Linked DNA regions of Mus musculus: all the other regions are linked to region 1. Evidence: chromatin contacts called from public HiChIP or PLAC-seq and promoter capture Hi-C data. All regions are on one chromosome and are shown on one strand. The core of a region is the stretch at or near the end of the contact, and the rest is flanking DNA. Distances in the headings are between cores, read along the strand shown.

What was found. Promoter capture Hi-C pulls out the DNA fragments that hold promoters and counts their contacts. HiChIP or PLAC-seq counts read pairs in DNA pulled down with a chosen protein or histone mark.
Region 2: a contact with region 1 is called in a promoter capture Hi-C map of stem cell-derived epiblast-like cells, with 2.1 times the contacts expected there. The contact joins the enhancer-like site here to the promoter of Eps8l2 in region 1. A contact is called at or near these places in 1 of 39 promoter capture datasets (stem cell-derived epiblast-like cells), 2 of 484 Hi-C or Micro-C datasets (B cells and the G1E-ER4 cell line) and 2 of 9 other capture datasets (adipose tissue and liver).
Region 3: an HNF4G HiChIP or PLAC-seq map of pancreatic cancer cells shows a contact between it and region 1. The contact joins the promoter of Ptdss2 here to the promoter of Eps8l2 in region 1. A contact is called at or near these places in 1 of 115 datasets of contacts at active chromatin or transcription factors (pancreatic cancer cells) and 3 of 9 other capture datasets (adipose tissue, liver and pancreatic islet).

What each region holds. Positions count from the first base shown.
Region 1 is chr7:141,337,466-141,341,101 of GRCm38.p6, forward strand. Eps8l2 (EPS8-like 2) reads left to right here and starts at 1,537. Exons shown (of 21, transcript NM_133191.2): 1 at 1,537-1,593. It also overlaps a transcript of Deaf1 not described here.
Region 2 is chr7:141,516,865-141,520,399 of GRCm38.p6, forward strand. The region is part of intron 8 of Chid1 (chitinase domain containing 1); the gene reads right to left. Among named protein-coding and RNA genes, the nearest start is that of Chid1, 21 kb to the right of the region's middle. Within about 2 kb of position 1,612, at least 16 of the 459 cell types and tissues checked have an H3K27ac peak or open chromatin away from gene starts, as enhancers often do. A contact at or near this core is called in adipose tissue, where this site is marked.
Region 3 is chr7:141,129,133-141,132,599 of GRCm38.p6, forward strand. Ptdss2 (phosphatidylserine synthase 2) reads left to right here and starts at 2,154. Exons shown (of 12, transcript NM_013782.4): 1 at 2,154-2,385. The coding sequence starts at 2,270.

The DNA of each region.
Region 1 (3,636 bases), core at 287-2,786:
CTACCTAGCCCACAGGCAGGGTTGGGAAGGAGTAATGTCTAGAAAGCCTATGAGCACTTCTCTCCACAATGTCTCTGTGGCTTGAGCAAGTATAGCCTGGGTAGGCAGAATGGGCTAAGGCCGGTGGGTCTGGAGGGCTCAGCCACTCCCCTGTTCTTACTGGCCACATGGAAGTGGCATTCACTCCATGTGACCCAGAGTGGACATCAGTTACCACCACCAGCTTGGGCTGCCTCACAGCAAAGGTTATGAAGACTGACCGCCAGCAGCACAAAGGAGCCATCCCTGAGTTGCATTGCATGTTTTCCACCCTTTACCCATCCCTAGCTCTGCCCAGGAATGTCAGAGCACACACATAAGCCTGCTCCTCCCATTACACAGCTGACCACTTGACCCCTGCTTGCTGGGCCAGGGCGAGGTCACAGGCAGAGCAAGATTGGACCAGTTCTGTGAGATCAGCAGTAAGGGCTATGAACCAGGAAGCCTCTCTGGGGTTCATCAAGAGCTGGGCTTGGGGTCCACTTCTGCCACTCCTCTGTCCAGCTCACCTGTGATGTCCCAAAGTGTGTCAAGTGGGCAACAAGCCAGGCTAAAAACTGCTGTTGGCCCTCAGTACCCCAGGAAGTGCTAACTGTCCAGGGCCCAGGAGAAATGTGCCAGGGCCCTGCCCTTCTGAGGCTGTAGCCTGGGACCCTGACTTCCTGGCAGCACCCACTTCCTCTGCCCCAACTCTGGGAACAATAGCCGGGGCCTTAGGGTCCCTGTTCACATAAGGGCAGTACCTTGGCTAGCAGGCCACAACTCTTGTTTATTTCCTCCTAGCCAGCTAATTGGCTGATCTAAATTCACCCAACCCTGCCCCAAGATGTCAAATAGCAAGGTGGGCAGAGTAGCTTTGAGGGGGGTTGTCAACATGGTGGAGACAGGTACCCTCTTCTAGAGATAGCTCATCCCTCAGGAGATGCTCTAGTGGATGGGGACTTTAAGAACTCCTGTATGTGAAGGAGGGAGGGGCCCCCACCAGGAGCTGAAAGCTCCCAAACTCAAAAAGCCTTGGACCCAATGCCCCAGGACTAAACCACTAAAGAGCTCTGTCCCGGTGCTACTTGGGGTGGAGGGTACCTGATGGCGGCTTGATTGAGACTTCCCCAAGGCTGCAGCACTCATAGGCTTCATCCAGTACTGCCCCTGCAGGCAGGCCCATGTCCCCATCTGCTACTGCAGCTTGGCCAGTTAGAGCAGCTGGGGCCGCACCCTGTTCTCCGGGGCCAGCTGCAAAGGGGCCCCAGGTGCTTTGGGGACCGCTGGGAGGGCAGTCAGAGGCAGGCAGGGAGGCAGAACCACAGTTGGTGTGGTGGGGGGGAATGGTGCCCGGGCCCGCCCCCTTCCTTCAGGCTCCCTCGTGCCCACTCCCGGGTGACTCGGTAACCTGTCGCTCAGGTTCCTCCTCGCACAGCCCCGCCCCGGCCTATCCGGCCCAGCAGAGGTCCCGCCTGTCCCGGGAGAGGGAGCTCCAGAGGCTCTGACAGACAGACGGCGGACAAGCTGACCGAGGGGCCTAACCAAGCACAGGCGCTGAGGGACGGAGCGCAGGTGAGCACTTCAGCCAGGGAATTTGCCAATCTGAGCCTCAGTTTCCCAGAATGGCCGTGAGATGTGGAGCTCTCGCTCGGGACTCTGGGTCTGGGCGCTTGGTTTGGAAGGCAAGCCAGAACAGAGAGCTGAGAGCACCTGAGAGTGAGGTTTGGGATGGCCCGGATCGGATCTCCGGACTCAGGACAGCTAAGCCTTGGCTAGGGGGGCTGCGGGTGTGGCGTGGGACGTAGAAACTTGGGGGAGAGGCTGGGCCTGACCCTTCCTTGGGCTTTTAGCACAAGAACCGCTCGGTTAAAGCCCGGTCGGTCCAGCGGGTGGTGGCCAGTGGTTCGTGATATTTTTAAGCCAGCGGTGTGTGACTCACTCGCCCTGGTCCCGGCCCCCTCCCAGCCCTGGGGCGGATGAGGGGAACCTGGCAGTTGACAAGAGAGGTGGTGAGGAAGGGAGGGCCTTCATCCAGCAGGCTGGACCTCCTTCAGGATCTGACCTGACATACCACCCAGGGCCTAAAGGTTGGCCTTTTCCTGGCTGTTTGAGCTCAAAAGAAACCCAGAGCCTGGGAAACATCAGGCTGAGTCAGTCAGTCTTCAGGTCAAAGTTGAAGTGTGGCCTCTCAGGGGATGAGGGTGGGAGATGGGGATAGATGTGGGGGTTGGGGATCAGTTGGTGGGAGGGGCTATGAACATCCATAGCTTGCCCGGGACCGAGAAGTCTGCGGTACTACACAAAACTATCGCTGGAGGCAGAAAAGGGCAAAACATGTCCACAGCCCACCTTTGCTATGTCCCCTGTGCAGCCCTCCTTGGCTGCTGAGGAGACAGGGCACTTCTGGGGCCTTTCCCACCCTAGACTCTCAGTGATCCTACTTTGTGCGTGGACTTCTCCTGGAGCTGTCTATTATCTAGGGCTGCTTTGCCCATTGCTCCCTCCCAGCCTGCCTGGGTCTCTTCAGATGCACCCATCCCTTCCCACGAACAACTTTCTGGTTCATCTCAGCCTCTGTTGCTCCCACCTGATGATTCCTGAACTTTGTCCCCAGATTAGGACCCAGCCAGGTCCTAAGGGACTCCCCCTTCCCATTCCAGGACCACACCCAGCTCCCACAAGGAGAGCCAAGAGCCCAGGTGACTAAGCCGACCCCTCCCCAAGGTCACTCAGTGTGGAGAGCTGGAATTTGAACTTGGAGCCAGTTCCTCCGCCCTCCTTGCCCTGCCGGGGCCTCCTCCCGTTCCACTGGTGAACCTACCAAATGCTCTAACACGCTGGGCCTCCCTTCAACCCGGAAAGTGGCTACAGTAAAACCAGCCTGAGCCCCCAGGCCTTCTAGGCCTGGGTGTTACATCTTCACCACCAATGGATTGTTTGGATTTCCTGCCTCCCTACCCCCACTTCAGCTCTAGAAGCCTCCAGGGAGGGAACCTTTTGCAGGGTAGAGGTAGCCCCAGCCTTATCCCTCCTACCTAGTCCTAAGGTCCTGGCCTAGATTTCCCCAAGGGCAGGGCTGCCTGTCCAAGCCTGTTCAGAGTCTGTGTGCCTTCAGGCCTGGGTCTCTAGCAGTTTGTTTTGTCCTGGTGTGTGTATTCCTGGCCCCACGTGCCTGGTGCCCTTGGCTGAGCTAGCCAGGAATCCCATTAAGCAAACACCGGGGCTCACCTACTGAGGTCATGTGCATTCCGGACATTCTCCATGGATAGGTGGACCTAGAAATCTGGCCCAGCCTCTTCTTATAAGCTAGGACCTCGGCTGGGGGTAGGGGAGCAGCCAGAAAGCTGGTCAAGGTAATAGCTAAGGCCTACGGTCCTCGCCTCCTGGTAGCCCACCCCTCAAGACCTGGGCAAACCAGAAAATACTAGAGTGCTACAGGCCTACTCCTGAGCCCTCATACCAGTATCCTGGCTGAAGGCCTGACCCTAGCAGACTCAAATGCTGAAGCTAGGAAGGATGGTGGCCTTGTTAGTAATATCAGACAAAGGTAGACTATATGTGGGTCATTGGGAAGAGCTGGCCATAGAACTTCAGAAGGACAGAGAGAAATGTTAT
Region 2 (3,535 bases), core at 362-2,861, 180 kb after region 1:
GGTTATTGGGAACTGAACTCAGGGCCTCTGGAAGAGTAGTCAATGCTCTTTAACTGCTGAGCCATCTCTCCAGCCCCCAGGTCATACTATCTCTTTACAGAAGTGCAATAGAAACCAAGACTAAGATGGGCTTCTATGGCAAAAGCTTGCCTGCTCCTAGGTGGACCCTCATCTAAACCTGCCAATGTTTATAGACTCCTAGTATGTCAGGCCCTGCTGTTTCTAGATCTGATTGCTCATCAAGAAAGGCATGAGCTATAGCTAGAGGCTGGCAGAGGAGCAGCCTTTCTTAGTCCCACCTTGTGTTATGGATTCAGCACAAGTGCAGGAAGAAGGCTCAGAAAGGTTCAGAAAGGTGTGGCTGAAGCCTTTGGGCAAGAAGAAGCTCCTGGGGCCTAGAAAGTTCCAAGCAGAGTAGCTACACCTGGCAAAGTCCCACCCTGTGGCCTCACTCCAGGCTGGGGAAGAACACTTCTCCCTGAAGACTTACGTCAGTGTCACTCAATGCCCAGATACAGTGAAGAAAAAGCACACATCTCCCAACGGCAAGATAAATCTGCACAGACCTTGCACAGGGAGCGGGCACAGATCCTATCTGAAGGCTCCCAGAAAAACTTCTTCTGCTAAACCCCACTGGCCAGGCTGTAAGCACCCTCTGACCCCAGGCCAGAAGCTCAGAGGGAACTGTAGACAGGACTAGTCAAAGCAGACAGTATCTACCATCTCTAGGTAACAGCACTGCCCACTGCCTGGAGTCCTGAGACCTCAAACGGTATTCCCTACTAGTTGTGATTCTTGGACCAGCTCACCTATCAGCTAGACCTCACCCAGAGGAGCGGGCAGGCCAGAGGGCATGCTGTGAGTTCAAGGTAGGTTACAAAGATCTGATCACCACACAATTCTGCCCAGGCACAGCTGGCCCCAGTACACAGTGTTGTTTGCTATCATCTGACCTTTGGGTTCCCTGTCTCTAGGCACAGATCCCCATGGTCACCTTTAGCTCCTCCAGGCAGGCTGCCATAGCACTTGCCCTCACTGTGTTACTGGAACACCGAGCAGGGCAGGCATGAACGGGGAGATAATGAGGGCTGTGGGCAGAGGCTCGAGCACCTGAAAAACAGGGCAGGTCAGAGATTCTGACACCATAGGAGAGGGTGCAAGGTGGGAGAGACAGAATACAGGGACAGGCGTGGGTGGGAACTTTGGGAAGACCATGGACCCTGTGGGGCCTATTTTCCTGAAGCATACATTATTCCCAGAGGTTCCCATATTCAGCTTCTCACTGATGCAACCCAGTTCCACAGGCTGAGCCATTAAGAACAGCCCACATGTCAGAATGGCCTTATTCTTAAGTGGTCAGCCTAAGACAAAATGAAGACAAACAGGAACACAGCCAACACTTTCCTGAAATGGAGCAACCTTCTAGGGTGGTAGCCATCAACAGGAAAGACGGGACACTACTGGGCCTCTTACTATCCTCCCTACTTCCATCCTCCCGGCTATGTCCTTGGGGTTTCTCTGGGAATATGTCCTTTGTCCTTCTGTCTTTGAGGAAGAAAGGCTATGCAGAAGCTGTTGCTAAAGCCAACCCTCCCAGCCTGCCCTGCTCCTGCCCCAAACCTCTGGGGAGCCCGGCCACTGAGCTGTTTCTCTTTGTCCCACAGCACCAGGATAAAATGAGTCCATGCGCGAGAGACATAAAAACAGCTTGCCAATAGGCCACACATGGCATGACTTCCAATAAACAGAAATTACTGTTCATGCTGAAAACCTCATGTTCTGAATTAATTTCTGAGGGAGGAAAACAATATAACAAAACACATTACTCAGTGCCTGGGTCTTGGACAGGCCCCATGCAGCTGGGGCCTTCCCATGGCAAAGAAGAAAGTACCTAGCCCAGGCAGGGAGACACTTTTAAGTGCCCACTGAGGGCTAAAATGGGGCAATGCTCATAGCCCAGGCTACCCATCCTTTCCAATGATGAGACCCTCTTTTCCAGAGAGCAGAACTGTAATGACACTGGGCTGGGGCCCTCCAGCCATGTGGTCCTTTATCCAGACACCCTATAGCTAGGAAAAATGCCCAGATGGTGCCAGGGCACACTGTGCAGCTATAGCCTGCAGAAAATACTGATGAACGTGGGGAGAGTTATGGGCCCAGCAGCCTCACCACCTGCAACCTCAGGGAGGTCAATGAAGCTGTCAACTCTTAACCGTGCATACCCTAGGGCTACCTTATCTCAGCAATGCAGCATTCTTTCCTACCCTGGGGATGCCAACACACAAACTTTAACTCCCTGTCCTCAGCCCACAGGGTGTGTGCCTCCCTCCTCCAGTCCACAATTAACACCAGCTATAGCTGACGGCACCATAGTATTGGAGTTACAGCCAGATAGAAGGTACCCAGACTTAAAGACAACCCTTCCTGGCACTGTCCCACAGCTTTCCTCTGAAGCTTTATGCCTTTGTCCCTATGACTCTCGCTTCCTCTGACTCCTCTCTCCGTGCCCCTGGGTGAAGCCAGGCCCCTACTTCTTCCAGGACAACAGAATGGGTTGCCAGTTTACCCTACAGTTAAGTCTCTGTTGCCCATCTTGCCTGGCCTTGTTGTTCCTGTGATCTCTGTCACCAACCTAAGAGGTCCCTAAGAGCTAGTGAGGCCAAGGAAATGTGAAAGGCAGGTTAGAGATTGACCTGACTTTAACTTGTCACATCCCTCACTGCCATTCTGGATTGTATGTTACTGGCTTTTGAGAAACCCAAGAGGTTGGCTAGAAGCAAACCTGATATCTCCTATGTCCCTAAGATGATATGTTGCTAGCCCCAGTAGGTATGGGGATCTAATTAAACTACATCTTCAAGGCTGCCACTCTGCCCTGGTTTTTATATTGCTGAGTGTATGCAAGTAACCTTGGAAGAAGTGTTCAAGGTCAGCATGGCTGAATAGCTGCCCAGTTCTAGGGCAGGACCCCGAGGGTCTGCAGTGCTGTGGCAGCCCTTTCTGTAGCAGCTCTGACTTAACCTGCCTTTGGTGACAAAGGACATAAGTGAATTTTCATTTGATGACTAGAAGCCACCCCTACTCCCCACCCCCACACACCACAGCTGTCTTCCTAGAGCAGCCTTTATGAGGCAAATGACAACATGACTATGTCCTGCTGAAGATGCAGGGCACAGTTGCTGTTTTGGCTCCCTTGCAGAGGTGGCTCTCTACTAAGGGTTGGGGAGGACAAACAAGGAGGACAGTAAGCACCCCATGCCCTGGAGCAGTGTCAACAGAGCCCCACTACACTCAAGGCAGAAGGGTCATCCCCAATCCCACAAGGCCTCAACCAGCTAAGGGCCCTGCTTCCCCTCAGACTCTTGCCACTCTTGGTCCTTCTTCCAGCCACTGCAGATGCGTCCCCTACCCCCACTCTGGGTACCCTCCAGAATCCCTCTCCTCATGGCTGCATAAGGTGAACTATGTGCCTCAGTCACTGCAAAGTGAGTGACAGACTTGGCCTTGGCTTGCTTCTAAGATCCACTTCAGGCAA
Region 3 (3,467 bases), core at 904-3,403, 210 kb before region 1:
AGGGAGAGAGCAGGGAGTAGGAAAAGAAAGAGAGAAGAGTGCATGCAGAGAGAGGGAGGGTAGAGAGATAAGAGGGAGAAGAGAAGGAGGAGGAAGAAGGAAGAAAAAGAAGAGGAAAAGGAGAAGGAGGAGGAGGGGGGGGGTGGGGAGGAGAGACCAAAATATCTGGCTAAAGGGCAGCCCAGCCCCTGAACTGGAAAGTTCAGAGTAGCAACGTGGTATGCCAGGTAGGGACTGAGGGATGCTGGGAGAACCTGGAAGCTAGATGTGCTTTAGTATGTAAAATATGCACTTCAGCCCTTGTCCCTGGGTCTAAAACCCTGCACAGGTCACCTAGAAAGACCCTCTGCAGATCTAAGGGGGCCTTCAGGAGCCCCTCTGAAGCCCTTTTTTGAAGTCCCTTTGAAGGCTGGGTGGTTGTTTGTTTGAGACAGGATCTCACTATATATCCCAGGCTGACTTGAACTTGCTATGTAGATTAAACTAACCTTCCAAACTCACTGAGATCTGCCTGCCCCTGGGACCTGGAATGAAAGGTCTGGACTACTGGTGCCATCCATACCCAGCAACACAGGCTGAGAGCTCCAAGGATCTCTGGGGGGATGGGGGGTCTTACTCCTCTAATTTATGGTTTGTCAGTTTGAACAATGACAGGGAGGCTGACAAACCCACGACTTTTGGGCAAACATGTCCTGATCTGGCCTTGAGCTTGTCTGGACTGGTGACCCTCCTGGTGGAGAAAAGGTTCACCAAGGCCTTTCTTTTAAGCTGCTAGACTTTTATTTCAGGTAAGGAGGGTGAAGAAGAAACCAAGAGTCTGCCATCTTATTGTTTATTTGTTTGTTTGTTTCAAGATAGAGTTTTTCTTTGTAGCCTTTGTTTTCTAGGATCTCATTATGTAGACCAGGCTGCCCCAAACTCACAAAGATCTTCCTGCCTCTGCCTCCTGAGTACTGGGATTAAAGGTGTGGGCCACCGCTACCCGGCTGAATTTTGTCATCTTCAATATCCAATAGGCTCTCTCTTCTCTGTCTGCCTATCAGGGAATCTATCTAACTCCTAATCTCACGTGAAGGATAACCACAGACTCCCTGATATATATACCTCCACCTCAAAGTGCTGGGATTGCAGGCTGGTGGCACCACAAGCCAACACATCTGAGAAAACTGAAGAAGGACCCACACTCTCAGACAAGAAGCCCATTCCCTACCTCTGGCAAAATGTAAGTACTCTCAGCAACTAACCATACCAGTTTCAACTATCCAACTTGACTGGTCCTGCTAATTTAGTCATTAATTTTTATTTACGTTAAAGTTTGAGACAGAGTCTAGCCTTGGCTGATCTAGAGCTCACAGTGTGTAGACTTGGATGGCTTCAAACACATATAGATCTTCCTGCCTCTGATACCTGAGTGCTAGGATTAAAGGACTATGCCATCATGTCTGGCAATAATTTATCTAATTTATCTATCTATCTACATCTATTTATTAGTGTATAAGTGTTTTGGTTGAGTGTATGCATCTATACACCAACTGTATACAGTGCCCTAGATACTAGAAGAGGGCATTGGAGCCACTGCTGCTATGTGAGAGTGGAAACTGAACTCCATCCTCTAGAAGGTCAGGCAGTGATCTTAACTGCTAAGCCATTTCTCTATCACTATTTCATCTTATTTATTTATTCATTCATTCATTCATTTTCGAGACGGTTTCGCTGTGTAGTTCTGGCTGTCCTTGAACTCACTCTGTAGACCAGGCTGGCCTTGAACTCAGAGACCCGCCTGCCTCTGCCTCCCAAGTGCTGGGATTAAAGGCATGGGCCACCAGTGCCCGGCGCCTCCTTTTTTTTTTAATTCAAGGTTTGAATAACTCAGGCTGTCCTTGGATTCGTTCAATCCTCCTGCCTCAGCTTCCGGAGTTTAGTTTGCTTGGCAGGGCTGTCTACCACAACAGTTTAGGTTGAGTCTCTTTTGCGTCCCTATCCCCAGAGATTATATGTCTTCGGAACTTTATCAACACCAGCCAGTGCCAGCCGGCTTGTACAGTCTCTGTCAGGCGGAGCACGCGGCCGGTCTCCTAGCAACCGGACCGCGTCCCTCCCACCGGGCAGTTTAGGGCTTTCCAGCGCCCAGCATGCCCTGCGGCCCGGCGCGCACTACGCGTCCCACAATGCCTCACGGCCCCGCCCCACTCCCGCGGAGACCCCGCCGGGCAGCACTGCGACCCCAGCCCACCGCCTGCAGCCTACTGGGCTGCGCAGGCCGGGCGCCATGCGGAGGGGCGAGCGCAGAGTCGCCGGAGGCTCGGGATCTGAGTCTCCGCTGCTCAAGGGCCGCCGCAGCACCGAGTCTGAAGTCTACGACGATGGCACTAACACCTTCTTTTGGTGAGGGTCTCCCCGCGTCGGGGCAGGAGTTTGGGACAGACAGTTTAGATTGGAATCGGGAACCGTCAGGGCCTGGATCAGCCAGGGGAGCGCCTCACTCCCTCCGGCCCTCGTGGAACCCCCCGTGGTCGTCTCCGTATGAGATGTCGAGTGTTTTTTCGGATCGGAGGAGCCCCGGGATGAGCTCTGGAAGGCCTGGCCACTACATATTAGTGACTTTTCAGGTTTCCCTTTCTGGGGGATAGCTGTTGTTCCCCTGCTCTTCACCCGTAACGTTGCCCTGAACTGGCCTGGTGGGCATGGCATATCTGTATGGTAGATTTTCCTCACAGCTACCCTTTTCAGTGACCCTTGCTTGCACAACTCAACCTCTGACAAGTTTTGGGGTCAGGTTGCCCCGTCTGCCTTTCGTGGAGTTGAGTGCGTAGGAATTGCAGGTGTTTTGCTTCTTTGAAGGACCATGCCACCGCCCTGGCTGACCAGGTGTAATCCCATGACCTTGGGCTAACCCTTCACCTTTCCTTGTTTGTGAGAAGGAGCACGCTTCATGAGAGGAATGGCTTTGCTTTTATTTCAGGCAGCCAAGTTTCTACCCACCTATGCGACACTGGAGTCCCAGGGTGGGCCCTACAGGCAAGTGACACCCAAGTGCACAGAAACAAATGTGTTCCCACTGGAGGGGATGTTAAGTGGAAGTTGCTCTGAGAGAACAGAGCTGTGGCAGTGTCCAGAACACATTTGATCAGAGAGAATCCTGGTCTGGAAGTGTTAAGATAATTCAGGAGAAGGTGCCATCACACAGATAGGGTCCTCCAAGGGACTCTTGTGTATGTCAGCTTGTATCTCTGGCTTGCAAGTGGGAGTGGTAACTGAGGCACTGGTGAGATACAGTTGAAATAGCAGGAAAGTGGGTTGGGTGTGGGAGATAGCTTTGCATCTGGACCTTATACTATTAGCACCTTCCCTGGGTTATGGACAGCTTCTGCAGTGAGAGCCAACCAGAGCTGCTTTTCAATATGATTCCGTCTAATGACTGTGAAAACATTAGAGGGAAAAGAAGCAATCCCAGCACTTGGAAGGCA